2 separate regions of the Mus musculus genome follow, and region 1 is linked to region 2. The links are chromatin contacts, called in public Micro-C maps. All regions are on one chromosome and are shown on one strand. Each heading gives the region's core, a stretch centred on a gene start, on an enhancer-like site or on the middle of the called end of the contact. The rest is flanking DNA. Distances are from core to core; before and after follow the strand shown.

Region 1 (5,391 bases), core at 528-3,027, 240 kb after region 2:
GACCAAGCCCCATACATTTAATCTATATATTGGTGAATGACTGAAAGCACTCTTGTGAACTTGAACTCACACAAAGACTAGTAGGAAGCTGAGTATGTGTAGTTATCCAACATGCTCAGGTGAGAAAACACTGGACTGACGTGGGGCCTCTACTTAGGGAAGTGCTTCTTTTCTGTACAGCCCAGCATCCTCTTTTCGCCGATGTGGACAGTTTTATCTTATTATTTTCACTTGACTTGTTATTTTGTTTGTGTTTTTCAAGTCTGGGTTTCTCTGTGGCTCTCTCGTGTCTGGCACTCTCTCTGTGCCTCACCCTAGACTTGAACTCACAGAGATCTGCCTGTCTCCTGAATGCTGGGATCAAAGACATGTGGGACTACCCGGCCTGTTACTTTATTTTATAAAAGTACCTTCCAACAGCACCTCAAAGTTCCTCCAACCAAACTGCCCTTAGTCCATCCCTCTTGCTGTTATGGGACAGCTGACTTCATTTTCCTCTTTAGTTAAACAAGGTTAAACTTTGATCATGTCCTTAGCTAGAGGTCACCTTGGTTTCTTTTTCGATTTGTTCTTCCTTAATAGTCTTGTGAATTACACATTGTAAATTGTTTCCATTGTTCTGAGAATTGACTGACCATAAATAGTTTCAAGGTATGTTAAATGTCTGACCATAGGCCCATAAGATGTACCTTTCCCAAGATCATAAAAATAACTGAAAAGTTCCATTTCTTTTTTTAAGTCACTAGCTTGTTTGCTATAAGAAGTTCTTTTTCTTTCTGGTTTGGGCCACTTCATTTTCCTGCCAAGGGAGAATATAAATCTGGCCCTGCCGTAAAAATAAAATTTTGCCTTGCAACATCTCCATGTTAGCACCATCACACATCAACATCAGAGAGACATCACTCGAACACAGATTCATGAAACAAGTAAAAGAGTATGATAATATTTATACATACTATATGTAATATATATGTATATAAAACATATATTCGATTTCTTTTCCATACACATAAGGAAGATGTATATGCATTTTTGTTTCTAATGTAGGCTGAGGTGTTTACAGTGAATTATAGTAGGCCCCACTAAAAATTTAGTAGGCCCCACTAAAAATTTAGTAGGCAAGAGCACAGAATATTCCCATAGGGTATATGTGTGTGTGTACAACATATATACATACATATGTATACATATACATAATTTCTGAAAGGACATACATGAGACAGTGTAGCAGTAATTATCTCTGATAATAGGGCTGGCTATGGATGTGGAAAGCCTTGGCAAGCCTGTTACTCCTTTTCTAAGAACACATATTATTGTTAGAAAGTAAAAGTGAATTTGAAATAAATAAGTGAATGATTGTATATAAATACAGAAACAAAGTGAAAAGCCTTTAGAGGGGGCAATTATCCTAGTCTGTTGGTACCCTAAATAAGAACCGGAAAAAAAAATGGCCCTGTAGTCATTGATGAGGCCAGATGTTTGCCTATGTGGCCCACCACTGTGTCCTTGCTAGGGGACACAGTACTTAACTTTGTGGATTCTGAAGTTTATGCCTTTGGGATGGCAGGGACAACCTTCTTTCAGAAGTCTCTATGATTCGTGAAGTCCCCAGGGCTCTCTGCCTCCTTTCCATTCTTCCATACTGGATAGCTTACCTTTGCTGTGGCTCTGCCCTGTGTCTACGCTTGTGTCTTGCATTCCTTTCATGGTTAGCTAACATTCTACCTGGCCTTATCTCAGCACTCCCTCTGTTACCCTGGAGATCTGCTGATAGGCATGATGTTTTAATCTCCTAAGGGGAGATTATGGGTGTAGGACTTCCTCCGCACTAAAGGAGGAGGAGGAGGGACAATTGCTAGATCCCGACATTCCAGAGAAACAGCAGGACTCTCCTGGGAGATCCAGGCTTCAAGACAAAGCCCCAACTTTAAATAGTGAGACAAATAAGGATCCATGTGCATTCTCACCCTGCCAGTGTTCACACGTGTGTGCACACCCCCTTCACATACACACACGTGTACACACACACACACACACACACATACACACACACACACACACACACACACACACACACACACACACTCACACACACACACACTCTCTCCCTTCCATCTGCTGCCTCGTCCTCATACACAGTTGTACTCCTCCTGCTCTAAATTACTTGTGTCCCTGGCATGCTCAGCCATTCTCCTACCACAACTATTTGTACCAACCGTGGCTCAAGATGCAATTAGCCACATTCGGTTTCTCCCTCCTTTGCATGTTGATTTAATGGTGTTTGACTCCAAGTAGCTTCTCCCATAGAGAAGTAAAGTAGATTCCAGCAGGACATTTGGAGGTGGGGCAGATGCCATAGATGTCTCAGAAACCTATGGGATTATTCTGTGCTCTTGCCTACTAAATTTTCAGTGGGGCCTACTATGACTCAGTGTAAACATCCCAGCCTACGTTAGAAACAAACAAAAAAAAATGCATATTTGCTTTATTATGTATATGGAAAAAGAATTATTTGATTTACAGAGAAACAGGTCAGTGTGCGTCAATATTTTAACTTTTGTATTTTCAAGTACGAGATGATGTTTCTTTTGCTTTTCCTAGTTTTGTATGTGTGCCAGGTTTTTTTTTTTTTTTTTTCTTTTTTTCTGCCATTACCTACATTTTTGCCCTTATTGTCTAACTGGGACTTATCTTAAAGTACTCAAACTATCTATCTCGATTACATCTCGATTTACTACTTAGCTCTTGGGTTCAAGAAATGAATCAAAGAAGCTGCAAAGAAATAGCGCCTGCAGAATATTTTATTTAGAAGCAGGGAAATAGATGAGTCTCATTTACAGAGCGCGTGAGCCGAGGTACTTGAAATTCTTTACCTAGCAAGCGTTGGGAGACGATACTTGACTGGCATGTTGTGATCTGGCTACTTCATGTACGTCACCTTGGTTTCAAATGTAGTGAAACATGACACATCCCCAGATAGTTAAAGGCACAGAGTTGTTTTCAGCTCTTATACATCGGAGGGGAAATATCCTATTAGGCGTGAAAGGCAGTTGAGCTGACAGAGCTGCTGGTTTACTCATTAAGTGAATTAAAGTCAGGCCTATTGGAATATTTTTTACCTGCTCTTCTGATGAAATGAGAATTTGACAGTCGTCTCCAGGGAGCTAACTGCGGTGGGAGAACCTCTATAAATCATGCACAAACCAGTGTCCTTCAAGCTCAGCAGCATATGCCAAGATTGTGGTGGCTTCATAGACAATGGAGTAAAAGGTAGAGTGGTTCTTTATGCAGTGGCCAAGTGGCACACTTCTTGGCTGCCTCCTGAAGGCAAGGGATGCCTCTCTTTTATGCTGCCATTCATGTGTTCACATTCGCAGCTTATCTAGAGAACCAGAGATGTGTCTCTTTCAGGCTTGAGCTAATATTTCCAAGTTTGAGCCTCTGTACACTCTTTCTCTCTTATTACATCTTTTTATAACAACAAAAGCGGTTAAATGCAAAGGTGGGGGGGATGCTTGACACCAACCGTGATCAAAGACATACGGGAAATGAGATTCGGACTTTGGTCTACCGAATTGGCAAAGACTTTATAAAGTGTCACAGTGCTCATTGGGCGGAGCTGTAGACTCAGATGGAGAGCGGCCAAACTGCTCCCTTCCAGAGGGAGAATTTGACATTTCAAAGCCCGAGCACACACTTACTAAGCAGGTGTGGTGGCTGCAAGCCTGAAGTCCCAGTACTTGAAACGAGATATTATCATGAGTTCGAGTCCTGCTTGAGCAGTGAGTTCCAGGACAGCCTGGAGTATACAGTTAGGCCCTGTCACCAACCAAACCAAGCCAAACCAACCCAACCCAACCCACCCCCCTGCCTAGCCCATAATTCCTTGATCAGAGAATTACTTTATAAGGAAGGTAACTGAGGAACTCACCGAGTGAAAAAGATGTTAAAACTAAGTCATGTCTTTTGTTGTTGTTTTCAGACAGGAGCCCTGGCTGTCTTGGAACTCACTCTGTGGAGACTAGGGCTGGTCTCACTCAGAGATCCACCTTCCTCCGCCTCTTGTAGCAGCACACACCTGTAGTCCCAGAACTACAGAAGGCTGTCAACCACTGCCTTTCTCTGAGTTGTGGCTCATAACACAGGAAAGGGGAACAACAGTAGGGTACTAGCTTAAACAAATAAACCAACCAACCAACCAACCAACCAACCAACCAACCAACTAACCAACCAACCAACCAGCCAACCAGCCAACCAGGCAACCATGAAATGATCATATGAAATGATGTAAAGTAGTCCAAACTAATGTTGGAAATGCGTTCAAGCATACACACAATCAATCAACAGATAATTTATTTGCTAGTTATTTACTATAGTAGTAAATAAATAAATACATGTGATTAAAAAAAAGTAAGAAAATGTGTCTGAGGCAGAAAGTCTCAGTGCGTGTGGCTAAACCATTACAAGCTTTGTGTGCTCCACAGACATATACAGGCATGAAAAGCATGCTGGAAATACATCTCCTAATTACCCTTGCTTTTCTCTATGTGGTACATTTTATGTTGATTTCAGTTTTCTAGTTACTTACATTTTAAGATTTTTCTACAGCATGTGTGTGTGTGTGTGTGTGTGTGTGTGTGTGTGTGTGTGTGTGTGTGTAACAAAGAAAACTATTTCTAATTTAACCAGACATGAATATATCTGGGAGCTAAGGAGATGACTCACGTTCTCCAGAATCCACTTGGCCTTCAGCTTTGGTGCCCAGTGTTTGGCTGAGCATTTGTGCATCAATAATACAAAGAGAACCTGTCCATCCATGCTTCCCTGCCTGTGGCCCAGGCCCTTCAGAGTCTGGCCCTGAGACGTAAGTGAATGTCTTCTATGGGCCATTCAGCAAAGGGTCACTGCGCTGCTCCCTCTTACTGTTTTGTATGGCTGCCACACGGTTCTGAGACATGCAAGCCAGATGCTGAGGAAGGTGGAAGACTTAACTGCGTCTTAAGAAATTCACTGTCCAAAAAAGAAGACCACTTGGAACATCATTAAAAAAATATGTTCACATATATTTTTACCATAGCATGTTGAATTTAAATGACTTCTTTTCATCCATTTTTTTTTGACAACAGCTGTAATAAGCTAGGCAGACTTTCCTTTCCTTTCCTTTCCTTTCCTTTCCTTTCCTTTCTTCCCTTCCCTTCCCTTCCCTTCCCTTCCCTTCCCTTCCCTTCCCTTCCCTTCCCTTCCCTTTTTTCTTTCTTTTCTTCTCCAGACAGGGATTCTCTGTGTAGCCCTAACTGTCCTAGAACTCACTTTATAGCCCAGGCTGGCCTTGAACTCAAAGATCTACCTGCCAGCGCTGGGATTAAAGACACGGGCCACCCACCAACAACT
Region 2 (5,606 bases), core at 2,216-4,715:
GGCGAGACTACACAGTGAGGCCCTGTCTCAAAAGACAAGTAATTACTCATTGCTATTCCGTGTCCTATTTTTAATTAATTTATAGATGGAATTGGCTTATCAAAAAAAATGCTGCTTAAACTAAAAGTCATTTTGGTAGCCTTCAAGTCAGCCTGTCCCATAGGAACTGCTTGCCTCCTTCATTACCTGTGAGCTCTCCATTGTCTGGACCCTGAGTCCCGCCCACCTCATTCTTACCCTGCACTGTCTGATACCTGGTCATTGCTTTACTGAGGCCAAGAGCAGAAAGGGGTAGGAGGAAATGATAGTTTAGTAGTTTTCTATGTTCCATACCATTGACATTTTTTTTAAGGTGGTTTCACTATTTTTTTTCTAGGACTTGAATGTCAATATTTAGCATAGTCCCTTGATTAGATCTTTTAAGAAGGAAGTGGCTTAGTTTGATCCCTGGTCCCATGGTGGAAGAAAAACCAGAAGCACAAACACACAGGGTGGTGACAAAATGTTCTAAGGAAATAGTGAAGCTAAATAATTCAGTTATGTATGTTTTGTGGGAGAAAAAAAATCTTGGCTGGCCTGTGTGGATGTCTGTGCATTCGTGAGCCGATCAAGGACTTCCCATGCACTAAATGCTTTGTCCCTGAGCTATACACCCTCTGCAGTGGCATCTAGAGTTTGAAAAATGATGTTAAATGTATATGAAACAAGCTGTTCAATTAAAACTGCCAGCTGGGAGTATAACTCAATAGTAGAATGCCGGCCTAGCACGTACAACACCCCAGATTCTGTCACCCAAACTGCAAGGCATACATAAAAATAAGTGTGCCCTGCAGACTTTGTTTCAGCCATTCAATAATCTCTTGTTACTACTTACAGGCCAAGCACTCGCCTGTGTGATGAGGATACATCCAAGGCTAAATGGGAAACAGGAAGATCGAGAAGCACATGGTGTTTTAGAAGTATGGTTAACTTCAGAAGTAAACGGCCCAATAAGAGGTTTTGTAATTGATGGGGAAAGTAGAGAAGAGCCTTGCCGCGAATATAACTAGAATTAAAACTGCAAGGAATTTAATTCAAATTAAACTGTTCCAGTTTCAGGGAGAAAAGCCATTTCCAGCAGAGAAATCACAAACTAAGGCGTTAAGATGAGCTGGTGGTTGGGGTTGCCTTCAGTAAGACTCGTGATCTATCTCAGAGGAGTAATCATTGCACTCAGAGAGGCAGTAAGAATGGATAGCAGCTTCCCACCCAGACACGGACTACGTAGTAGGCTGTGCTTACCCTGCAGCCATGCCTGTTTCCTCAGAAAGCCTTCACATTTTCCTAAGGATTTGTGAATTTGCCAATGGGGGAGGTTGCTTGCTTGCTTGCTTGCTTGCTTGCTTGCTTGCTTGCTTGCTAGCTTGGTTTGGTTTGGCTTTTTTCAAGACAAGGTTTCTCTGTGTAGCTCTGGCTGTACCAGAGTTCACTCTAGACCAGGCTGGCCTTGAACTCAGATCCACCTGCCTCTGCCTTCCAAGTGCTGGAATTAAAGGTGTGTGCCATCACTGCCCATATGTAAATATATATAATGTAAAGATATATAACATGTATTATATAAATATATTAATATATAAAGGTAAAGATGTTTTTAATAAGATTGTTGAGTTGCGAGTTGGTAGGAGTAATTTTCTAGGAAAACCTAGTGGAAGCCTCTTAGTAGGTACTTAATTCAGCGATCCTAACAGCCAATCAGAAATTAGAAGCTAGGGCCATTGTCCAGTGGCATGTGTGAGGCCCTGGGCACGCCTCCAGCACTACTACAAAGACTGAAGAACTTGATTATTAGAGGGAGAAAAGAAGCTTACCAGGTCTTGCAGCTCTTCTCATTGATTTATTAATCTACTTTACATGGGCTTTATTTTTTGTGTGGATTTATATGTGCGGTGCATGCATGTGCACATACAGAGGCCGGGCCAGGACATCAAGTGAGTGTCTTCCTCTGTGACTCCCCCTTACTGCTTTGAGACAGTTGTCACTCACTGTTTAGCCCAGTGCTAGGGTTACAGGCACGTTCAGCTTTTTACGTGGGAACCGGAGATCCAAACTCAGGTTTTGCTTGCGTGATACGTGCTCTTACCCACTGACCCATTTTCTTAGCTGCTTGTGGGCATTTTTGTATCAGCTATGTTCAGATCATGTCTTATTCCTGCTCTGAAAAGCTGGATGATAACAGTGTGCTTCCAAGTGTGTATGACACAGTTCCAACCAAGATGATAGCACTGTCTGTCTGTGTGTGTGTGTGTGTGTGTGTGTGTGTGTGTGTGTGTGTGTGTGTGTGGTCACCATCTTCACCCAAGAGCTTAGCCCTTCTCCTAGCAGAAGCGCTTTCTCTTGAGCTCCTACCGAACTTGCCCAGACAATTGGAACCCAGATGTGGACTTTGTATTTCCATCAAATTCTTGGGTGGTGGGGATGCTGCTATTCCGGAGATCTTAGTTTAAAGTGTACTGTATGCTGATGTCACTTGTCTCTTCTCCAAAGGAATGGAGAGTCCCAAAGTAAAGTCAGTTACAAGGTGTAGATGCGCAGTGTTAATCGCCAGAAAAGATCTGTAATATAGATATTAAATGTTGACAGTCATTGGCAATAGTTTAAGCATCATGCATTCAATCCTATCACATCCTGTAGCCCCTGATAGTGTAAAGAACTGCTGCAGACAAATGCAAAGTCTTTTCCTTTGGGACAGATAGGCAGCTGGACAGCTGTCCCATACATTTGATGTCTCAAACGGTAGCCAGTCTTGTATCTCTGAGAGAAGGTTTTCTCTAAAAGAAATATCTTAGGACCCCCAATGTGGGAGGTAGTAACCTAAAATCAAGGCCATATGCAAATTAAGCATTGAGAAATGATTTATTTGTAATAACTCCCTTTCTTTCTGGTGAGATTCAGGCTTCCTGAATTGTGTAAAGAGCATCACACTGGGGAACAGCACACTGTAGATTCTCGTCTGCATCTAGAATATTCCTCTTCTCGGCCATGGTTTGTGACAGGATTCACTAGGATTGCTGAGCTTAGCCCATGGTTGAGGGTGGGGTTATGTTTCTGGAAAAACTCAACTGCCAGGAAAAGGACTCTGATCAGTGGCTTTGAGGGGTTTGTCTCCTCAAAAATTTAAAGAATGAGATCCACCGACAACAGAAAGGCAGTTTTTAATTTATAGATTCATAGCTGGGACCTTAAGAGAGAGATGACTATGTTCCTCCAGTATGGCAGGAGCTGGTCTCCAGGGATTGGGCGCCATTGATTGGGCTCTAGGCTAAGGGGTTCTGTCTTATGGCAGAAATTGGGGAGGAAGGTAAATTGATTATTCCTGTTATCTGGACCAGGAGCCTTTCAGTTTTGGTCACGCCTTCCAGACAAAGGGATGTGATAACGAGGAACTCTATTGTTGCGTACCTGGCCTCCAGCAAGGACATTCTCAGAACTGCTGCCTTGGGTCACTGCCCTACCCGAGAGATCAATCTTCCTTTCTCTTCAATGCCGGTTAGTGTAGATATTTATGCAAAATATTTAAATAGGTCCTATTAGCATATGAACCTGCTAGTTCTCTAAATGCCCACCGGAGACCTACAGTAGCGGCTTTATGTAGGAATTTGTCAGGAATCCACATTGTCAGGTCCAAAGACAAAGACAGCTTAACAGTCTTCAACAAGACTCCCAGAGGATCATATTGCAAGCTAAAATGTAAGACCTGCTGGCCTTAGGTTTCAAATCTATATCCTTAGAAATGGAACTAAGAATTAGGGAGGGGAAAAAATTGTCAATGGCTGTGATTCGGAAGGCGCAAAGGGCATCTCCAGCTGCTGAGGGTGGATCCGTTCCCTCATTTGCAAAACAATAGTGATCTAGACCTTGGTCTCTGGAATGTGGTTGGAGAAGTTCAAGGTCCTTCTTCATTAACTCACAGTGCAGCTAATCCCCTCAACTCCAGTGGGTTCCTATAGAAGGAACCAACCTTATGGAGTAAATAATAATATAGATTACATGGTAAAGTTAGTTATAGGTGAAGCTTCAGGGATAGGGGTGGCTGGGACACTCAGATTCATTCTGTCCTTGGTCAAAATCCCATCTGCTGACTGTCACCTCTGCCTTTCACCCCCTTCTCTGTTCAGTGACCTCATTCTCTCATTGCAGGTGGTCTTCCTCACTTCATATAGTTAATGAAAAAAAAAAAAAAAAATCAGCCCGGTGTGGTGGCGCACGCCTGTAGTCCCAGCACTTGAGAGGCAGAGGCAGGCTTTGTTTTGTTATCTCTTGGAACTGTGTACAGCTTGGTCAACACACTACTCTGAGCAAGAGTGGATTGAAGTTCTGTGCTTGGTAGTAGCAGAAAATCCAAATAAAACGATGAACTCCCAAAAGGAGGAGGCTATAGTCAGGAAAGGGAACAGGCAAAGAATGGCTAGTATGAGCATAGTTGAAAAGAAACCCAATCACTCTGATTTAACCCTTCAAGTGTGCTCACCATATTTGTTAAGACAGACTTAACAAGTTTAATCAGGAAGCTTTGAACATGTTAATGCTGAATTTATTAAACACCAAAACCCTTATGCTGAGTTCAATACAAACCCAAACTGGAGATTTTTTTAAATTTTATTTATTTATTTGTTTATTTATTTATTTCATATATGTGAGTACACTACTCTGTCACTGTCTTCAGACACACCAGAAAAGGACAGCTTATCCCACTACAGATGGCTGTGAGCCACCATGTGGTTGCTGGGAATTGAATAATTCTGGACCTCTGGAAGAGCAGTCATTGCTCTTAACTGCAGAGCCATCTCTCCAGTCCCAAACTGGAGATTTAAATTGGGAGTTTGATTTGTGTGTGTGTGTGTGTGTGTGTGTGTGTGTGTAAAAGATTTTGAGACCAAGACTGATTGAGATCTTGGAAAGAGGAGATTCAAATGTTAGGTAGCAGAAAGAGGAGGAACCCATAAAGAAGAATAATAAAGTTTTTTAAATATATGTATATACATGTATATGTACATATGTACATATATACATACATACATACATATATATGTGTATATATATATATACATACATACATACACACACACACACACACATATATATATATATGAGATTCAGGGACTATATTATAGCTCAAAGTAAAGAATTTCAGTTCTATGATAAAAAGTATATATGCATGAGCAGAGTGCCAAGACTTTTCTTAACTGCTTTAGTTATTCAAAACAGTTTTGAATAATACTGTGAAGTCTTCTCCTAAGAACTTCACGCTGACAATTGCAAAATCATAGTGCTTAGAGCAATTTTGAGGCAGGAGTGATGGCTCAGTGGTTAAGAATACTGGCTGCTCTTCCATAGGATACAGGTTCAATTCCCAGCACCAACATGGACACTCAACCCCATCTCTAGTCCCAGGGGATCAGTGTCCTCTTCTGGTCTCCATAGACACTGCATGCATGTGCTGCACATACAAACATACAGCCAAGACATCTAAAAATAAGATTATTTAAAGAAATTTTGAATTCACCCCATTTAGAAAACTATGTAAATGATAGAGGACTCCAAGGTGGACCCAGACTTTTCCAGGAACC

What was found. Hi-C and Micro-C count contacts between places; a contact is called where the count stands out from the background.
Region 1: a Micro-C map of trophoblast stem cells shows a contact between it and region 2, with 5 times the contacts expected there. The contact joins two enhancer-like sites. A contact is called at or near these places in 1 of 15 datasets of contacts at CTCF or cohesin (embryonic stem cells), 39 of 484 Hi-C or Micro-C datasets (the AML12 cell line, the C2C12 cell line, the HL-1 cell line and 20 more), 16 of 115 datasets of contacts at active chromatin or transcription factors (differentiating embryonic stem cells, embryonic stem cells, epiblast stem cells and 5 more) and 3 of 9 other capture datasets (adipose tissue, embryonic stem cells and embryonic tail).

The regions. Positions count from the first base shown.
Region 1 is chr10:108,529,549-108,534,939 of GRCm38.p6, forward strand. The region is part of intron 9 of Syt1 (synaptotagmin I); the gene reads right to left. Among named protein-coding and RNA genes, the nearest start is that of Gm36601, 76 kb to the left of the region's middle. Within about 2 kb of position 1,778, at least 48 of the 459 cell types and tissues checked have an H3K27ac peak or open chromatin away from gene starts, as enhancers often do. A contact at or near this core is called in epiblasts, epiblast stem cells, extraembryonic ectoderm and 2 more, where this site is marked.
Region 2 is chr10:108,283,401-108,289,006 of GRCm38.p6, forward strand. No RefSeq gene overlaps it. Among named protein-coding and RNA genes, the nearest start is that of Pawr, 46 kb to the right of the region's middle. Within about 2 kb of position 3,466, at least 18 of the 459 cell types and tissues checked have an H3K27ac peak or open chromatin away from gene starts, as enhancers often do. A contact at or near this core is called in epiblasts, epiblast stem cells, extraembryonic ectoderm and 2 more, where this site is marked.